Linked DNA regions of Rattus norvegicus: region 1 is linked to region 2. A link is a contact called in public Hi-C data. All regions are on one chromosome and are shown on one strand. Each heading gives the region's core, a stretch centred on a gene start, on an enhancer-like site or on the middle of the called end of the contact. The rest is flanking DNA. Distances are from core to core; before and after follow the strand shown. Region 1 holds the start of Baz1a (bromodomain adjacent to zinc finger domain, 1A). Region 2 has its middle 38 kb from the start of Cfl2.

Region 1 (2,700 bases), core at 88-2,587, 160 kb after region 2:
AAGACCTCCCTGGATCAGGCCTTTCTCCCAGGCCCCCACACTCAAGAAATCCTCCTACACACAACCTATTTGGTTGCTATTAACATACTGTTTCTAAGCCACAAAGAGTCTGCGTGGAGGATAAAGAACGAAAAGGGGGGGGGGGGGTGTCCAGGCTGTTCCTGTGACGGATCAACTCGGGTTCTCACTTAAGAGTCCCTATTTAAACATGGGTCGCTGCTTCGTGTCACTGAGCCACGGAAACTCTTAGATACACCGAGCAATGACCTAAAAACTTGGGAGTTGAAGCTACATGTGCAGCAGCTTCGGGTTCTTATCAAAACAAAAGCAGTGGCACATGTCAGGCGGCCCACATGCGCCAGAGGAGGGAGTGGGGGGGGGGGGGCAAGCTGAAGCTGGAGTTGAACTTGTCTAACGCCCCCCCCCCCAACTCCCACTGCCGAGCTCTAGGTTACTCGAAAGGAAAACCAGGGGCGTCAGCTGTCTCCCACTCCTTTCCCCACGCTCGGCCCGACTTCTTCCTCGCCGGTCTCCCGGGGGCGGAGACGCCGAGTTCCCCAGGGACGGGAGTTAGTCACCAAGAAGAGGCGGTGACAGAGCGCGGCTCTCGTCGCACACTCCCAGGCCTAGGCGGCGCGGGACGCGAGGCCGCCGCTCGCGACACCAGTACCCCAACGCCCCCGGCCCCGTCCTCTTGGCCAGCGAAGTAACCCCTCGCCCCTCTGCCGGGCCAGCATCTACTCCTGCCCCTGTCCCCACCTCAGCCCTGGCAGCCACCTACCACCGCCACCGCCACCACCACCAACCCTAAACGTCAGAAGCCACGCACGGCCGCGAAAACCCAGTCCGGGGCCGGCCGTTTCCTGCCCTCGGGGTCAGAGATTCCCTCTCGGGGCTGCGGGACCGCGGCGGCGCGCGGCTGACCCGGCGGGGATCCCGGAACCGGCGGCCGAGCGCGTGCGGCCGCGGCGGGGAGGGGCGAGGCGGGGAGTTTCCGCCCGCCGGCGAGCGCGGTGGCTCTGAGCGGTCGCCGGCCTCCGCGGGCCCCGCCGCCCGCTGCCCGCCGCCCCACGCGGTCACGGAGCGCGGGGGAGGGGCGGCCCGGCCACCCGTCACGAGCCCCGGAGAGAAAGAGGAGACAGACAGACAAAAGGGCGCGGGGGCGGCCGTCCCCGCTGCCCCGGCGCCGGCCTTACTCGTAGTGGCGGAAGATCTCGTTGGTGACTTTACAGTAGAAAACTTCCTCGTCCGGCCGCAGGTCCCCCGGCGGCTTCTGCCTCACGAACGGCTTTCGGTGAAGCAGCGGCATCTCTCGGCTGCGCACGTCCACCCGCGTCCCTAGCAAATTGGAGGGAAAGGAAAGCCGGTAAGGTCGGAGAGCTCCGGGGCGGCTCGGCTGCCTTTTGTGTGACAGACGAGTCCGGTCCTCCTCCCCGCCGGGGTGCGGAGTCTGTCGGGCGGCCGCGGCCCCAGCGCGCCCCGCGGGCGCCTCACAATGGGGCGGACGCCCCGCGGCGGGCGTGCGGCGGCTCCCTCCCCCAAGCGCCGCTCCGGGCCGCCGCCGCCGCCGCACCGCCGGTCCGGGGACTCGCAATGTGCTCGGAGTTAGGCGCTCTGGAGCTAGGCGGCCACGGACCCCGGGTGCCGCCGCGCTTTGTTCCCGGTTCCCCCGGACGCCGGCTGGAGAGCCCCTCACCTGCGAGCACTTGCCCGCCGCCGCACCTTCCCACGAGGAACGCCGCGAGGGCCCGGCCCGCCCCGCCCCGGAGTCTCTCCCAGCCGCCGCCGCTCGCGTTGCCACTGCCCGGCTCTGCGCGGGGATCGCGTCCCGCCGGCACTTCCCCGCCTCTCCGCGCTCCCGGGAAGTTTCTGAGCTACTTTCGGCTCTGAAGGAGGAAGAGCTGTGGGGAGGAGCTTTTCGCTTCTCGCTTCTACCTTTTTATTGGCTACTGGATGACTTTTACAGCCTGTCACTGATACAGGAAGAGAGGGCGAAGAGCCTGGGAGAGCTACATTATTAATTAATGGAGCAACCCCTCGTGAAGAATCAGAAGCATCCTCCATGTTTGAGATTATCGGCCAGAAGATCTAGGGAAAGCGCTAGTGTTCCTTAAACACTTGGCTGACAAAGTAAAGCCTTCATCTTTTCCAATGGGCCACCAGCGCTCAGCTTTTGAACTGCAAAGGGGACTCCGGTTCCGATTTAAATTGCGTTTTGAAGAAGGGAAGAATAAGAAACGAAGTTGCTAAAACTCTCAAAGTATTTTGCATGCGTAAACATCCATCTTGAAAGAAAGTACCTTTCTTGACACCAGTCTGTCTTAATACTTACAATTCAAAGAGTTTGATAGCTCAGGAAAAGGCAAAAGTTTGAAATGTCATCACATTTATATGATTCCCCCACATATTTAAAACTAAACACAGAATTTAAAAAGTGTAAGTAACTTATAATCTATAAGTAACTTTAAGGTCAGTGTTTAGTTCAATTAGAATCTTAATGATGTTGAATTTACCACTGAAATGTCTCATAAAACAATTTTCCCATATAGGTAACTTTCATAAATTAAAACAATTTTAATTCTTATAAGACTTGGGACTTTTGAATTGAAAATTATATTTTAAATTAGAAATCATAGGGGTTGGGGATTTAGCTCAGTGGTTGAGCGCTTGCCTAGCAAGCGCAAGGCCCTGGGTTCGGTC
Region 2 (2,700 bases), core at 15-2,514:
CACAAGGACCCCTTTACCTTTTATTACAGGGTAGGCATGGGATTATCCTTTTCCCTGCAAACACCCAGAAATAGAACTTCTTTAGAAATAAATCAGTAAGTGCTTCTGATGCATCAAAGTCCACGTGGAGGAGGACAGAAAGCTAATAATCGCTGGAGTCCTCCCAGTGTGACCGCTGGTGTTTTGCACACCTGGTCTCATTGCACAGCTCTGTGATGGTGCCTGCTCACAGCTGGGAGACTAGAGATGCCTGAGGGAGAGCAGCTAGCTAGAGGCAAGGGCAGGGAGGAGCAATCCCAGAGATTACTGGCTCCTGTGTCATGTCCCGGGAACTGACCTGATTCAGACTCACTGCCATGACTTTCCTTAGCGCTCACTAGGGCTGTGTCCACAGCGGGGTTCATGATTAGTGACTCCTGAGTGTCCACAGTGAGGCTCTGACTTTTAGTGACTCCTGACTTTTGATCTTGGAATCTGCCTTCTGTTCAAAAGCTTCCAAAGCCAGCATGGTGGTGGTTGTTTCTTTTAAACTCTTGTAAGAGCAGGGTGATAGGAGAGGGAGTTCGAACAAGGGTGGTGATAGAAGACTGGCTGTGTATATGTCTGTAATTCAAAACTATTTCCTGATTACAATGTATTCATGTGTAACCTTTTTTAGTAAGGAAGGGGAAAAAGAAATTTCTAGACAAATATTTGGAAATGGTGTACAGCTACATTGCAGTATATAGCCTATTTTTAACCATACATGCACACACGAACTATTATATATATTTAAGAAATTATATACTACATATATTTATATATAAAAAAAGAAAGAACATAAAATTGGATGGGGAGGGAGGAGGATAAATAGGGAAAACAGACATCATGGTCAAAATAGATTGTATGACATGTTACCCTCCCCCCCAATAAAAAGTAAAAAGAAGAAAAGAAAAAAGACAATGGTGGCAAAACCCACCCCCAGTCAGCTATCTGTCTTGTATAATTTATTTTGAAAGAATTCATTATTAAATAAGATTTTAAGTAAAAAAGATTGTAATATATATATATATATATATATATATATATATATATATATATATATATGATTAAGGATGCTTTTGAGAGGAAAATGAGGGTCAGTACAGCAGTGTGTGGGTATTTGCTGTTCTTTGTCCCTTGTACCCCACACAGAAGCACAAACAAAAGCTTCTCATTGTTGCCTCTAACCAGCTGATGACTAAGTCATCCTGAGTGGCTGAAACCCCATTCCCAGTCACTTGACGCCAAGTAGGGAATGTGCAGCTGTTCAAATCTCCACCCTGCCCCCACTGGAAGCCCGGCCCCGGAGGAGCAAGCAGGAGGGCTCAATTCTTCTTTATAGGAAACTGTTTCCGTGAACAGCTGTCCGGTTAACCTAAGGGTGAAACACACTTCTCCCTTTTCCGTAACTGTAGCAAGACTGTTTTCATAATTAATTGGAGGCAAAATGTAGTGCTGGGGGTTGGTTTCTTAGCAGTGATCATCTCCCCATGATGAGTCACTCTCTAAGAAGATCTCATGGCAGAGAACACAGCAGTGGCCGCTCACACTCTTCTCATACCCATTCTGCCTCAAAGCTAAACTACAGCCCCCACGCCCGGAAGGGTCCCGCTTTTGCTGTTTCTTGTTTCGTTTTGGGATAGGAGCTGTGTAGCTCAGGCTGAACTTGAACTGGTGACGTAACCAAAGGATAACTTTAAACTCCGCACTTGCGCCACCACCGTTGGTTTCCCTCCCTGCTTTTCAATCTGATGAACGCTGATAAGCTGAATGGATGTGCTGTGGTCATTTGTGAGTGTTATATTCACTGACTTAACATCAACAGGTTTTATTATGTTCAAATGTGTTCATGTGTGTGCATGTGTCATGGCACATGTGTGGAAGTCAGAGGACAGCTTGTGTAAATAAGTCCTCCCCTTTACCGTATGGGTTCCAGGGGTCAAACTCAGGTCATGAGGCTCGGAGGCAAGCGAGCACTGGCTGAACTGACCAGCTAGCCCAACGTTTTTATCTCAACTTTTTTTTTTCTTTTCTTTTTTTCGGAGCTGGGGACCGAACCCAGGTCCTTGTGCTTGCTAGGCAAGCGCTCTACCACTGAGCTAAATCCCCAACCCTCAACTTAAGATTCTTTGGTAACGATGGTAACTATGGTTTTTTTGGGGTGGGGGATTTCAATTCGTTGCCTTGGGCCATCTCAACACACACACACACACACACACACACACACACACACACACACAAATATATACATATACATATGTTGTTTGTACATAAGTATATATGCATATGGGGCTCCGGTCAAAAATAAAGTGTTTTTCTCAATAGCGCTCAATCTCATTTTTAAAAAACATTGTGTGTGTGTGTGTGTGTGTGTGTGTGTGTGTGTGTGTGTATGTGTGTGTGTGTGTGTGTGTGTGTACCACAGTGCACAGAGTGGAGGGGCAGAAAACCACTTCTGAGAAAGAATCTGGTTTCTTCCCACCAAGTGGGTCCGGTGGCACAGGTCTTACTGGCCCCTCTACTCTGTTTTTGAGTAGAATCTCTCACTTATTCAGCCGGAGTGGCTGGCCAGTGAGCCTCCATCCTCCTGCTGTCCTAGAATACTATTTCTGTGCCATCCCAGTGAGAAATCACTTTTCACACTTGGAGATTAATAGAGGGAAAGGGCCTTATAGTATT

The links. Hi-C and Micro-C count contacts between places; a contact is called where the count stands out from the background.
Region 1: a Hi-C map of Schwann cells shows a contact between it and region 2, with 3 times the contacts expected there. The contact joins the promoter of Baz1a here to the enhancer-like site in region 2. A contact is called at or near these places in 1 of 12 Hi-C or Micro-C datasets (Schwann cells) and 1 of 1 datasets of contacts at active chromatin or transcription factors (oligodendrocytes).

The regions. Positions count from the first base shown.
Region 1 is chr6:78,216,451-78,219,150 of GRCr8, forward strand. Baz1a (bromodomain adjacent to zinc finger domain, 1A) reads right to left here and starts at 1,338. Exons shown (of 26, transcript NM_001170568.2): 1 at 1,197-1,338. The coding sequence starts at 1,309.
Region 2 is chr6:78,055,142-78,057,841 of GRCr8, forward strand. No RefSeq gene overlaps it. Among named protein-coding and RNA genes, the nearest start is that of Cfl2, 38 kb to the right of the region's middle. Within about 2 kb of position 1,265, at least 42 of the 93 cell types and tissues checked have an H3K27ac peak or open chromatin away from gene starts, as enhancers often do. A contact at or near this core is called in Schwann cells, where this site is marked.